Linked DNA regions of Mus musculus: all the other regions are linked to region 1. A link is a contact called in public Hi-C and HiChIP or PLAC-seq data. All regions are on one chromosome and are shown on one strand. Each heading gives the region's core, a stretch centred on a gene start, on an enhancer-like site or on the middle of the called end of the contact. The rest is flanking DNA. Distances are from core to core; before and after follow the strand shown. Region 1 overlaps Hs3st2 (heparan sulfate (glucosamine) 3-O-sulfotransferase 2). Region 2 has its middle 10 kb from the start of Usp31. Region 3 overlaps Usp31 (ubiquitin specific peptidase 31).

The links. A called contact is a pair of places that touch in the nucleus more often than the background predicts. HiChIP or PLAC-seq counts read pairs in DNA pulled down with a chosen protein or histone mark.
Region 2: a Hi-C map of cortical neurons shows a contact between it and region 1, with 3 times the contacts expected there. The contact joins two enhancer-like sites. A contact is called at or near these places in 4 of 484 Hi-C or Micro-C datasets (the Ba/F3 cell line, cortical neurons and nephron progenitors).
Region 3: an H3K4me3 HiChIP or PLAC-seq map of neural progenitor cells shows a contact between it and region 1, with 21 times the contacts expected there. The contact joins two enhancer-like sites. A contact is called at or near these places in 1 of 15 datasets of contacts at CTCF or cohesin (pro-B cells), 46 of 484 Hi-C or Micro-C datasets (the 63-12 cell line, the AtT-20 cell line, the Ba/F3 cell line and 33 more) and 6 of 115 datasets of contacts at active chromatin or transcription factors (astrocytes, large pre-B cells, microglia and 2 more).

What each region holds. Positions count from the first base shown.
Region 1 is chr7:121,485,014-121,489,733 of GRCm38.p6, reverse strand. The region is part of intron 1 of Hs3st2 (heparan sulfate (glucosamine) 3-O-sulfotransferase 2); the gene reads right to left. Among named protein-coding and RNA genes, the nearest start is that of Gm39081, 53 kb to the left of the region's middle. Within about 2 kb of position 2,258, at least 13 of the 459 cell types and tissues checked have an H3K27ac peak or open chromatin away from gene starts, as enhancers often do. A contact at or near this core is called in cortical neurons and neural progenitor cells, where this site is marked.
Region 2 is chr7:121,715,321-121,720,040 of GRCm38.p6, reverse strand. No RefSeq gene overlaps it. Among named protein-coding and RNA genes, the nearest start is that of Usp31, 10 kb to the right of the region's middle. Within about 2 kb of position 2,865, at least 7 of the 459 cell types and tissues checked have an H3K27ac peak or open chromatin away from gene starts, as enhancers often do. A contact at or near this core is called in cortical neurons, where this site is marked.
Region 3 is chr7:121,637,345-121,642,064 of GRCm38.p6, reverse strand. It overlaps Usp31 (ubiquitin specific peptidase 31), which reads left to right. Exons shown (of 16, transcript NM_001033173.2): 16 at 1-44. Among named protein-coding and RNA genes, the nearest start is that of 1700025J12Rik, 50 kb to the right of the region's middle. Within about 2 kb of position 2,619, at least 9 of the 459 cell types and tissues checked have an H3K27ac peak or open chromatin away from gene starts, as enhancers often do. A contact at or near this core is called in neural progenitor cells, where this site is marked.

The DNA.
Region 1 (4,720 bases), core at 1,009-3,508:
TAAGTCCAAGGACACAATCACTGTGCTCCAACTTCCAATAACCCTACCTAGCAGGTTCTCCCAGTTCCTGTTTGAGGGCTGTGGAAAGTAGGGCACAGAGGACCGAGGGAAATCACCAACGCAACACTGTTGCAGTCTGGATTCAAGTGCGGCTTCAGCACTGGAGGAAAAAACGTGAGAACATGAAAAATTCATCTTGGCACTAGGACAGCCTTTCTAGGCATGAGACAAAAACCACGGGCAAGTTAAAGCACATTAGAGAGCTATGTCTCTGCAATGGGAAAGTATCACGAGTAAGAGGGACGTAGCAAAAGCAGCAAATACCTGTAGCGTGCTAACTGGGATCACGGAGGGATGGCTTCTTCTCTTTCATGTACATAGTTTATGAGTTTTCTCTGACTCCTCCCAAAAAGCAAGTAATAGAGAAAGAGCCAGGAGAAGAAAGGGATGCGGGTCATTAGAAAAGAACTAACGGAAAAAAGCTACAGATGGAAAATAAGAACATGAAAATAATCTCAGTCTCTCCCAACATGCTCATTTATAGGAATGCAAATTAAAGTCATGATCACCTGTAACATGGATCATTTATCCACTTATAACGTAGTGTGTGTGTGTGTGTGTGTGTGAGAGAGAGAGTGTGTGTGTGTGTGTGTGTGTGTGTGTAGGCAGGGAGAAGGAGAAGAAGGAGAGGGATGGAGAAGGAGAGGGGGGAGAAAGGGAGAGAGATCCACGTATGTCACAATGTATTTGGCAGTCAGAGGACAACCTCACTCTTCACTCCCACCTTGCCTGCTCCCGGGAAGTCTCCTGTCTCCACTTTCCATCTTTTCCAGGTGGAACATAGGAGTACAGATGTATGCTACTGTGTCTGTGTCTGGCTTTACGTGGATTCTCAGGGTCTCAGGTCCTCAATCTTGCTTAGTAAGCCTTTTACCTGGGGAGTCATCTCCCAGACTTATGATATATAAATGGTGACAAATTTTAACAAGGGTGTGAAGAAGGAAAGTTTTCTTGACAAGGTAAGAGCACAAACCAATGCACCTCTAGGAAGGCAGTTAGACATTGCCTACAATGTCTAAAATGCACATCGTCTGGACATGGCCATTGTCCTTCTAGACATTTAACTACACAAACATGTAAAGACTTGTGCAGGGGGTACGGATGCTCACTGCTGCAATTGTGGTAGAGGTGGAGAGGCATTCAACAGAGATCCCTTCTCTTCTTCTCTGGGGACCTCCTCCCTCCTGTGACCCTACTTGTACTGTTCTCACAGTTCCAAAGGATTATAGTTCTCCTTACCACACCCAACTGAGGGCCATGGCTGGGTCTTGACAGGAAGAACAAGTGGGGATGAGATGCATTGCTTCAAGGCCAAGGTGAGCGTACAATGGACCCATCCTGTTCCCTGTCTTTTCTAGTGCAGGAGACTCTGTAGCTCTAGAACAGAGCAAGTTCGACAAGTACAAGGAAGAGTGGGGACCTCGTACAACTAGGAAATGCCTTCCCTGAGTGGCTGTGAGCCAGGACAAGCATTTTTGTTTGTTGCTTTGTTTAATTATTATTGTAATAGCAAGCATGAACATAACTACCACCCATTATACGTAAAAGATAGAGACTAGGAACAAACCCTGTGGCCATTAGTAGGATGTGGTTAAATAAGCTCTAACAAGGCTCTGCTATAGATTATAAAGCGGCTGTTAAAAGCAAGAAAGATCTATTTAAAGACACACTCGGAAGAGAGTCCAGGGCGTGTTGTTAAGTGGGAGAGGTGAGTTGCAGTCAGGTTAACGTTTTTTTTTTTTGCGTTGCAAATCCACACACATATGCTGGAGTGTATATGCGTGTGTCTCTTCTGAAAGGATGCACAGGTGTCCTTAGCAGGGCTTAGGTTTGGAGAATGACCTTGGGTTTGGAGAATGACCTTGGGAGATCTGCAGCGGATGGTGTTGTGCATCCTGGGAATTAATTTTCACCTTTAGTTTGATGTGTTTATGGACTTGCCTCTTTTCTTGACCATGAGCATGTGTTCTCGGTCATTAAGAAACTAGAGCTTATTAAAAGCTATTTGTAAAGGCCTCCATTGATATTATTTAGGAGGACAAATGCCTGCACTGCACACTGAGGGAAGGAAGGTTGTTTGGAGTGGCTGAAGTGTGGGTGGGTGGCGAGGACATGGCAGGCATCCTTCCTCTAGATGCTGGCCCGGATAGGAGGCTGAGGGACCGTGGGTGTTAAGTGTTTTTGCGAGTGCTTGAGCAGCCCTAGATGTTTCCTGGCAACTGGACCTCAATTTCTCAGGCTCCATCTGTGGCTGAGCTTGGGGACACTAGCTGAAGGTAACTGCATATCTGCCTGTCTCCTCCGGGTTTATCTTCTTCCTCTTCCCTCTGTCCTTCGTCCTGGGTTAAGCCAGTAAAATCTCTGTGAGGATTCACCAATACACAAACACAGTAGGTGTCAGGAAGGAGCCCAAGTGTCTGCATATCTATCTGGCTCTACCTGGAAGCTGACTTGCCAGGCCGTGCTATTGGAGCAGCCGGGTGTCAAGGAGGCAGACCTAATAATACTGGTGCAAGGTATGCATTTGATGAAGGCTTCCTATAGTCAGCAGTTGAGTAACTGATGTCAGGTAAGGAATTATGCATGATTAGAATTAGTAAAAACATCAGCTAGGATTTAAGTCAGAGCCATTCTGTTCCCTGGCTTCTGTGACATTCCTATCAGCTTCCTCACCAGCAACAGGTGGATGGCTCAGACTTCCTGTGCTGCCCTGAAGTCTAAGCCAGGTAAACAGGTGAGAGCCTGTATCAATCATAAAATGCCACACCCATCCTTGAATGGGCTTCCTGTTTTCTATTGGGTTTCCCTGATTGCATTCAAGTCTCTTTGGGGAGCCTGATGCCTGCTTTCTCTCCTCATAGAGTAGTCCTCCATGGCTGCTGTTCTTTCCAGCTGAGGATCTTGATCCAGAGTTGAATGCTTCTGCTTCCTCCTGTTAGTCACACTCTTCCTCATCCCGGTGCCTCTGATTGCCAGCCCATCTCCTCGCTCTAGTGTGTGTGTTTTGTTTTATTTTGTTTATTTTGTTTTCAGACAGGGCCCTGTGTAAGCCCTGCTGGCCCCAGACTCATTACACAGTGATGGCTTTGAATTTCTGATCCTCGTGGCTCCACCCCCTGAGTGCTGGGATTACAGGCACATGGCACCACAAGTTTTTCAAGGCCTGGGATCAAACCGGGTAAGCATTCTACCCATTGAGCCACAATCTCAGCCGCTTTCAACTTTAGTCTTGGTTTAATTCTCCCTTATATAGCATCGGGAGTGTCTACCCACTCCTTACTCCCTAAAATGTTTCTTCTTGGCTTTGGGCACACATGCTCCCGAGCCCTATGCCTATGCCTATTCCATAGGAATTTCTCCAGGACTTTGTTTCTCTTGTGTGATACTTTCCAATGGTGTCAGCATCCAGGAAACAAGAGTTCATGTGGCAGTGATGCTTCTAACTGGCGCTGAGGGGTCATTATCCTCTTTGTGGTTGCCATGAGCCAGCCTGAAACAGTATAGAGACCAACTCTAGGAGAGGCTCCCCTCCTTTCACAGCTTGGACACCCTCTGCTTCCTACAGAATGGCAGATCATCTGTAAGGACATGAAGGAAACAAGCACCATGGAGGGCCTGAAGCTGGCTGCCCTCACCCTCTTCCCCATCTGGAGTTCTGTCAGAAGGCACCTTAGTCAGTAGGTGATTCCCATCATAGAGTCCTGGCAGTCAATGTGAAGGACATTAGCACACATGGCCAGTCTGTTATGCTCCTCTGGCCAATGAACTCTTCCTCCGCACACATGTGACATTAGCACTTTCCCAAGCTTTTCAATTCACCAAATCCTGCCATTTGTAGACGAGGTTGGCTCGTACTTCAGAGGGGATGGAAACCTCTGGGGTCAGGTGAGAATGGAGCAAACCAACCCAGCAGCTTTGGATGCCACCCTCCTTAGTCTGAGTATCCATACCTTCACCACACTGTGCCCCCTACCTGAGCTGTCCATACAGCCCCCTCACCTCCTGCTGTGTATATTCAGAGTCTCAAGAACTCTTAGCATTTCCAGGTACTTTCAAGCTCTCCAACAGATGACTAGATGAATCAGTAAGTTTAGTCTTTTCCCACCAAGCTTTACAACCACCCCACTCCAGAGTCCCCAGAGATGTGGATGGATTTAAAGGGACAAGTTCTGCGAGGCAGCCCAACTTCCTGAAGCACAACAGTACCCCCTAGTGGGACATGATCCTGATACAGCTGACAGAGTAGACACAGGAATCCCCAGGTTCCTGATGCTGCCTTTGTTGGACTTGATGGCTGATAAAAGAAGGGCCTTTCTGTCTTGTCTCTCAATAGCTGTAGGCACACCAATTCCTGCATTAAGCCTCATGGTTGCAAAGGTCCTCAGAGTTGGCTTTCTGATCATGCGGGGAATGAGACATACTTATTGCCAAAGAGCCTACCGAGCAGTCAGTCCCTACCCCATAGTGTCTGGGCTCTGGTGTGCTTGAACCTGTTGGGTCCCCAGTGCTTGTTTCCAGGTTCAAGACTTGCCTAAATTGTACAAGTGTGGATTCTCAGCTAGCCTTGGAGTAGAGCAACGCCACCTGCTAATCCCAAGGTGTTAATATTCTTTCTGTCCAGGATAGTTAACCCTAGCTCTTCCCATGTTGCACCCTGTCT
Region 2 (4,720 bases), core at 1,616-4,115, 230 kb before region 1:
AGTAGTACAACTCAGGTATAATGAGGTTCGGACATATTGTTTAAGGTTCATTAAGTGGGAACTCTGGGGGACTTGCAGGATTTGAAACGTGGACTGTTCCTAGAAGCCATAGTTTTTATTGAACAAAAATCTCAGTGCCAAAATTTTTTTTTTTTACTGACTTTGCTCGACCTATTTATTTGCTTGCATGTGTCTATGTGAGTATACGTGCAGGTGCACATACCTGTATGCGGGCGCAGAAACCAGAAAAGATACCAGGTGTCTCCCTCATACACTCTCCCACCTATTCTTCTGAGGTGGGGTCTCTCCCTGAACATGGAGCTGATGTTTTCTTGGCTAGGCTGGAAGCCCGCAAGCCCTAATGATTCTTCTGTCTCCTCTTTCCCCTCAGAGCTGGTGCTAAGGATGTGCCCAGGGTACCTGGCTTGTTGTGGGGATGCTGAGATTGGTACTCCAGTCCTTATGATTGGGTAGCAAGCAATGTTAACTGACGAGCCATCTCCCCAGCCCTTCATTTATTTTTCCTCAAAACAGTTATCAGTAGCTAAAATTAACACTATTTATTTGCTTATATTCTGCTGTTTATCATTAAAATGGAAAATACTTTGTATTTTCATGGCTGCATACTAGAATCTTGAGCAGGTACTCAATATTGAGGCGAATACTTCAGTGTTTGCTGAGATCTTACACTTGAATGATTCTCACAGTTTTCTTATTTGTGCAGAAAGAAAGCAGAGTCTTTATGTTTTCTCTTCATGTGAGGTTTCATTGTCTCTCAGGCAGATAGAATTCTGTCTGATCTTTGGAAGAGTCTAGGATAGCAGTTCTCAACCTGTGGGTCACAACTCTTTGGAGATGGAATGACCCTTTCACAGAGGTCACCTAAAACCATTGGAAAACACAGATATTTACATTGTAATTCTTCACAGTAGCAAAAGCACAGTTATGAAATAGCAACGAAAATAATTTCACAGTCAAGGCTCACCACAACAAGAGAGATGAGAACTGCTACTCTAGAAGTTTCAGGTGTGTATCCTGTTATTCCTGACTTCTGAGATGGTCTCTGGAGTACCAGGAGGAATCCATCCTTTATGACTTCTTCTTACCACGGTCCTCTTCCTTCCTGACCTGTGTGCTCTCAGAGACCTTGGTCTCCTCACACCCAATAAACATTTCAATTATCTCTGCAAATGCCAAGCGATGCTGCTGTCCCTCCTCCCCCCAGGAATAAATGCTACCCGAGTCTTTCTCACAGTGTTTCGCTTATTACACTAGTTAACAGTATTTTGGAATTTACCATTCTTTTAAACATGAAATGTTTTGTTTCATTTAGTTATTTTTTGTTGTTGTTTTAAACAGGGTCCCATGTAGCCAGGACTGAACTCAAAGCTGCTTCATAGCTAAGGCTACCCTGTAATTTCTGATCCTCCTGCTTCTAACTCTCATGTACTGGGAGGAACAAGTCGTGCTTCTTCTATGCCTGGCAACTAATGTATCTCTTTTCTAGCCAAACAGTCTGCTACTAAGTTGCACCCTTGACCCTGTTTTCACTTTTGCTTTTGAGTCAGTGTCAACAAGATACCCACGCTGGCTTCAACTCCATCTGCAGCGGTGGCTGGCCTTGAATTTGTGATCCTCCTACCTCAGCCTCCTGAGTATTTGAGATTACAGGCAGGCAACAGCAGGCCAGCTTAAGTGCATCATAATGGACTTTTTATGTTGCAGTCATTTTATATTTGCAAAAAAGAACACAGCAAATTCTTATATTCTTATTTCATCTTCTTCTAATATTAATCTCATATAACTATATGTCCTAGTGGCTTTAACTGTCAACTTGAGAGCATAGAAATCACTTGAGAAAAGCCTCAATGAGGAATTTCTTAGATCAGAATGACCTGTGGGCATGTCTGTGGGGAACTGTCTTAATTTATGATGAGTGAATGAGGTCTCAACCCACTGCAGGTGGCACCATTTCCTTGGCAGGTGGGCCTGGTCCCTATATAAAAGCTAGCTAAACATTAGCCTATGAGCCAGCCAAGAAGGATTTCTCTATGGTTTCTGCTTTAAGGTCCTGCTTGAGTTGTGGTTCTGACTTCTGTTATCAATAGACTGAAACAAACCTCTTTCCTCCTTATATTAGTCAGGGTTCTCTAGAGGAACAGAACTTATAGAATACACACACACACACACACACACACACACACACACACACGGGATAGGGATTTCTTTGAGTGGCTTACAGGCTGTGGTCCAGCTAGTTCAACAATGGCTGTCTACAAATAGAAGTTTCAGGAATGCAGTAGCTGTTCAATCCACAAGGTTGGATGTCTCAGTTGGTCTTCCGTATACACTGGAATCCTGAAGAAGGAGGTTCTAATGCCAGGGAAGGAATAGATTTGCTATCAAGGGCCAAAGCAAGCAGAGAGAGAGAGAGAGAGAGAGAGAGAGAGAGAGAGAGAGAGAGAGAGAGAGAGATCCCTTCTTCTGTCTTCTTTATAGAGACTGCCAGCAGAATGTGTCATCTAGATTAAATGTGGATCTTCCCACTGCAAAAGATCTTGATGAGAAGTGGGTCTTCCCACTGCAAATGATTTAATTTAAAATCCCTCACCGGTGGTCCAGCCATTTGGGCTTTAGTTAATTCCAAATGTAGTCAAGCTGACAACCAAGAATAGCCACCACGCTCCCGCAAGTTGCTTTTGGTGAGAGCATTTCATTGGAGCCTCAGGAATATGACTAAAATACCATTGTACCATGGTCCACTTGTTAAACTATGAAATTCACACTCTTCTAACATTTATAGTTTGTTTTGTGTTGCCATAGAGAATATACGATGTTGGGCAATGACTATGCACACAGAGAAGAGGTTTAGTTAGCCCACAATTCTGGCGGCTGGAAAGTTCTAGCAGTACAGTGGCTGGTGGCAGACCGTGTCACAACATGGCAGGAAAGCAAGAAGGGAATCATGCCACGTGTGGAGCCTGCTCTTGTGAGAACTATTCCAGTCACACAAGCCACAGCCCAGCCTTTCCAGAGAGGCATTGATTCATTAAGCCCAGGTAACCTCCAATGACCTCCATAAGGCTCCTCCTCCTAAGGGTTCTACCCCCTCAACACTGCCACACTGCCAAGTTTCCCTAACAAGAACCTTTAAGGGATAAATCAGACTCAAAGCATCACAACACAAATAGCTACATTCTAGATTTTATTTATATTTCATTCAGTTTTCACTAATGCCCCCTTGCTGTTCTAGAATATAAGTCTGGAAAATGTGGTGCATTGAGTTCTTCTGTTTCCTGGTCTTCTCAGCCCTGTGATGGTTTTTCGGGCTTTCTTTGATTGTCCTAACCTTAGCAGGTATTTTGAAGAGTGTCTCCAGATATAGATTTTCCTCTTATCTGCCCGGGCTTATGGTTTGGGGAAGAGAGCATCAATAAGGTGAAGCAGCATCTCTATCATTTCCTGCAGGGGTCCTTTAATATCATGGTCCCTTTGGCTATTTATGTGAATGTTGCTCTCTTGGCTCAGGCAGGGTCTGCCAGGGCTCTATTATCAAGCTGTTCTGTCTCCCTTTTCACTGTTAGTTCTTTGGTAGTGAGTCATCAACTGTAGCCCACATCTCAGGAATAAAATAAATATATTTTAAGAGAAAACTTCCCAAGACGACAGCAAGCAGAAAACTGGTGTTACTATAAATAGAGGGCAAATGTAAAAGTGGGTAGAGAAAGACAAAAGAATGCAATTAAAATCGCTTATAACACCTGCCTGCCATGCATAAGGCCCTGGGTTCATCCATAGCACAGCAAAACAACAACATAGTATTGGGGAGATAGCTCAGTAGTTAAGAACACCTGTTATGGGCTGGAGAGATGGCTTAGTGGTTAAGAGCACTGGCTGCCCTTCTAGAAAACTCCACTTGGGGTTTCACTCCCAACAGCCACATGGTGGCTTACAACTCCAGTTCCAGGGGATCCAACACCCTTTACTGGCTTCCAAAGGTTCTGAATGGACATGGTTCACAGAGATACATGCAGACAAAGTAAAATGAAAACCAACAATAGCTACATAGATACCTGTAGTGTTTCGAATAGGCATGCCCCCCCATAGACTCTTGTGTTTGAATGCTTGGCTCGTGGGGAGTTGCACTACTAGGAGGTACAGCCTTGTTGGAGTGGGTGTGGCCTTGTTGGAGGAAGTGCGCCACTATTGGGGGTGGGCTTTGAGGTCTCCTATGCTCAAGCTCTACTCAGTGTGGAATATAGTCATCTTCTGCTGCTTTCAGATTAAGACGTAGAATTCTCAGCTCCTTCTCCAATACCATGTCTGCTTGGATGCTGCCATGCTTCCCACCATGATGATAACAGACTAAACCTCTGAAACTGTAAGCCAGCTCTAATACAATGTTTTCCTTTATAAGAGTTGCAGTGGTCATGGTGTCTATAAGACTCCCCAGACAAGGGGACTAGAGCAAGGTCCTGGAAAGAGTTCCTGCATTTTAACTATGCAGAGAGCTCTGGAATATGAGTCACCCATCTGAACTTGTCTCAACTGGAGAAAATGAAGATGGCTTCCACACTCCTGTATCCAACATCTAGTGGCTGGGAACCCCCAGGAGAACAAGCATCTTTTTGGCTCCCCATGCATCCCTTCCTTAGCTTGCCAGTAGCCTACAGGCAGCACTCAGAAGAGACATGTTTGGTTATCAAAAGGAAGCAAAGTA
Region 3 (4,720 bases), core at 1,370-3,869, 150 kb before region 1:
GTAACAAAACATAATAAATTTATTACATGATGCCTTCTTCAAGACATATTTGTCTTTTCTCTCCCTTGCCAAACCAGTTTTTAAAATGTTGAATAGTGTTTGTACTGCATAGGTTTCTCTAACAAAAGGCTTTAAAACTGCAGTGTTTCAGGTAAAACATCAAGTTACAGGATACTGCCATGCAGTTTGGCCAACTCCCCATGCAATTACTGTGTAAAAAGATCACATCCATACTTGTTCAGTGCTCCCAGTCAGCAGTTATATGAGATAAGAGACTATTTGTCCTGGGCTACAGAGCTGGCCTTGAAAGAGCTCACATTCTGCCCCATTTCCAGCGGATTCTCATTGTTCTTCTTTGGTTGTAAGAGGAAGCTGCAACATAAAAATATTCTTTCCTCAGCCTTCTCTCACCCCGTATACACATTACCTGCTTTATTATTTTTATGTGTATGAATGTTTTGCTTGCATGTATGTAAGTGCACCACTCGTGTGCTGGTGCGTAGGGCCTGGGGGAGGCTAGAAGTAGCTGTGCTCCACTATGTGGGAGCTGGACCGAGGCTCTAAAAGAGTAGCCACTGCTCCTAACCACCGAACCATCTCTCCAGCACTCCAGTAACTGACTTCTGAGGTGTTTTTGTTTGGTTTTGGTTTTGGTTTTCCCCTAGCTATCTGGCCAACGGAATGCTCTAGTGGGACTGTCATATCACTTATGACCACTTGGGGGCAATAGAGCTCAGCATTGTATTGTAAGTCCAGTTTACCGATTTTAAACTTCTCATCTGAGGGTAGAAATGCCTGAGGTGAATTGATTCCTCGTCTGGTAAATACTCCAGCCAGCCATCACTCTCGGAGAGCACCATGGAGCAGGTACCTTTCCATTCCAAAGCACAACATCATGGCTGGGTTGGGGTAGACCACATGCTCCGTCATCCAAAATAGCACTCGGCTCTCCCTCTAGTTTGGAGTGGTAAAATTTCTCCTTTAGCTTAACCACAGCACACTGTTTACTAAAGAGGTTTCACCATGGGTATAAATGTTCATGTACAATATATAGATCTAGTATTTGCATAGATATTTAAGGACCACTCTGGCTCCACTGTATTTGGAGGATTATTTTCAAATACTTGAATGCTTACTGTTTCCACAACATGTTTTAGCCTCTTAAGTCTTCCTGAAGAAAGAAAAGGCATGGCAGAGCTCCTTGGCCAGGTCTACTTACTTGTCCTTTGAGTTAAAGCCCCCATGAGAGAGTTGAAGTCTACGCCCATAGAAAAAGGTTGAAAACCTTTCACCCCAAGTCAGGGCCCTTCCCAGGTGGGCTCCAGACTTGAGCAGATGTTTGGTGTTGCCAGTGGCTCGCCCCTTTTCTTGGCATCTCCTCCGTGTGGGTTGCCCCAGACTTTTCCTGATCTGGTGGATAGGGTCTTTCTCCTGTGGAGCCCTCTGAGATTCTGTCTTAACTACATTGTGGCTCACCACATTTCTCTCTCCCTGTCAGCATTCACTACACAGGAAGAACAAGGGATCTCCTCTCTTGGAGACAGATTTTACATATTTGGCCCAATGAGCATCACCCCATTCTTTATAGTTTCCAGGGCTATGTCATTAATTTGACATGCTCTTTTGGTTTAAACAGCTCCATTCTTTTCTCAATTTGTTTTTTATGTATGTATGTATGTATGTATGTATGTATGTATGTATGTGTATAAGTGCTTGGCCTACACATATGTTAGTGCTTCATATATATGCCTGGTGCCCATTGAGATATGAAGATCCCCCTAGAACTGGAGTTGCAGGTGGTTGTGAGCCACCCTGTGGGGCCTGGGAATTGAACCCGGTCCTCTGCAAGAGCAACAAATGCTCTTAACCTTTGAGTCAATTCTCCAGCTCCCCTATTTTTTCCTGAGTTGAAGGTTATATGAGGCTTCACTCTTTAGTTAAGATCAGACATCTCATATTTCCTAGGCCTTCCCTGTGTTTAAGGAAAAGAAAGAGACTCAGATCCGATTCCAAGGACTTGGTCTGTCTCCTAGAATAGGCCTCACAAGATTGAGCTGTGTAGAATGTGAATGGATCTCATTCATACAACATCACATGGGGGAAGATGACAGTTTTCTATCACCCCAAGACAAGAGTCAGGTCCCTTGTAGAACTATCTTGTGTGGCCCAGCAATAGGGTCTGTCTAGTCACAGGGTCAAAGTAGCCAATGTGACATTTCAGCACTGTGCTCAACACTGCTCTTCAAAACATCCTGCCTGCCAGCTCTGAGACACAGAAATGGTCCATTTCTTCACCCTCACATCATCTCCCAAATACCACCTTGCTTCAAAGTCCTCCTGGGTCACCCTCGAAAACGTTGCAGTCCATGTTACAGTCTGCCTCCTCCCTGTCTTATGTTCTGCAAACATATATGGCACCAGCTGAGTGAGTGACATGCAGAGGGTGTATTTCTTTCTCTTAAGGACGGCACATGGTGGTAACTTCCTGAACTACCAGCTGGCTGACTTGTCTGAGTCAACCATCCTGTCTGTGAGGTGGAATCATGAAGGTTAAAGGGGAATGATGCTCTTTAAGCCTGACCCACTGTGCTGGGCATAGAGAAAATGTTCAGTGAGCTGTCATTGTAACCATAGTGATGAAAGAAGTGCTAACCCTGGAGGACTTGCAGGATAGCTCTCATTCCACACAAGGGAAACTCTACTTTTAGAAGCCACAGGAAGCCCTTGGTCAGGATAAGAAGCAGCTGAACAAAGGAATGTGTGATCATTCTAAAGGAACCTCCTATGACCTGCTGCCTGTATTCTCAAGTAAATGACAATTAGGAAGAGTTTAATTTAGGGGAAGAAATGAGATCCAGTTTAAGTCATTTCATAGTCACCATGACAACAATGTGGCACCTGAGAGGTGACTTAGGAGCTTGCTGCAAGCATCTGGGTACAAACTGCAGAAGGGGTGACCTAGAGCTAAGGGGTGGGGGAGCGGGGAGGGGGAGAGGACCTATGCAGAGGAGGCTTGCTGCTAGGTTTGAGCCCTGCTACTGTGACTTGACGGGTGGACAGTCTGGACAAGTTACTCAACTTCTCTGTGCCTGGGAGTCTTCTTCACCTGTGGAATGTAGGTAAGATATCTACAGGAGGAGGTGTTCATGAATGGGGTGTTGGATATACTTATACTTACTGTAGTTACTAATGTGTTTGGTTTATCTGTTATCTTACTGTTTCTTTGATGTTTGTATCAACTGCTTTATTTTAAAAATATTTTTGGTTTATTTTTGTTTTTGGTTCTGGTTTTTTTTTTTTTTTTTTTTTTTTTTTTGAGACAGATTTTCTCTGTGTAGCCCTGACTGTCCTGAAACTCACTCTGTAGACCAGTCTGGCCTCAAACTCAGAGATCCTCCTGCCTCGGTCTCAAGAATGCTGGGATTAAAGGTGTGCACAACCACACCTGGCTTTTTAGTTTTTAATATGGTGCCTACCTTCCTTCCACCCTTCCATCTTCTCTCCCACCTGCTTTATATCTGTCTCTTCTTTCTTACTCTTTTAAAACACCAAGCATTTGTGCATATATAGGTGTGTATATATATGTGTGCATATATAGGTGTGTATATATATATGTGTGTGCATATATAGGTGTGTATATATGTGTGTGTTCATGTGTCAGTGTACATTTGCATGTGATTGGACATATGTGTGCTTATATGAGGGGCCAGAGGTTGACAGCAGGTGTCCTCAGCTGCCCCCACATTTCTTTTTGAGACGGTCTCTTACTGGTTTCACTGAGTTAGTTGGCTGCCAAGCTCTAGGGATGTTTCTGTCTCTGTCTCTTCAGTGCTGGGGAAAGTGTGTGGTTATATATGCCACCCCACTTGGTTTTTCACTTGGATGCTGTGGTTGGGTGGATCCTCTGGTTTGCACTAAGGATACCTGGCCTGGCCGTGTTCTTTCTTTTCTCTAAACTGGTCTCATACTCAAAACCCTGCCTCCACCTCTGATTTTAGTTGTCATTTTGTTTTTAAAGACAGGGTGTCACCATGGACTTGATGCTGACTTCCAGTGCACCCATATCCACCCCAAGTGCTGAGATGACAGGTAGGTGCTGCCTCAGCACTGCATTCTCACCCTCAGGGCTGGACAGCACTTGATTCCCTTGCGCTTTCTGACCGTTTACTATGTGCATGTATTCGGACTCCATCTACACTTAACACTACAAACATCACAGTCAGTGTGCACCTAGATTTATAGGACGCTTGCTCTCATTGCTTCTTAAGCCTTTCTGTAGCTCACCCTGGGATCTGTGTGCTTGAAGAATTCTGTTAGCATTTTACTTTAAGCCTGTGTTAATGGTGCATTTGCTCAGTTCTTATTGGATTAGAAATGTCTTTATATTTTTAAAGAGGAAATCATGTGTGCTTATTGATCCATGTATGTTTTGTTATTAAACGATAGTTAACCTTTTGACTGAGGGGTATCTGCTTTAGGCATGACAAAGAACCAGCAGCAAGGATCTTCTATTTTCTAGCTGAAAATGTTTCTTTATAGTTAAAAGAAGGAAGGAAGGGAGAGAGAGAGAAAGAAGGAGAGAAAGGAAGTGAGAAAGAAAAAGGAAAGAAAGAAAGAAAGAAAGACAGACAGAAAGAGAGAAAGGAAAGAAAGAGAAAGGAAAGAAAGAGAAAGGAGAAAAAGGAAAGAAAGGAACTAGAACAAAAATTTTTCTTCTGCA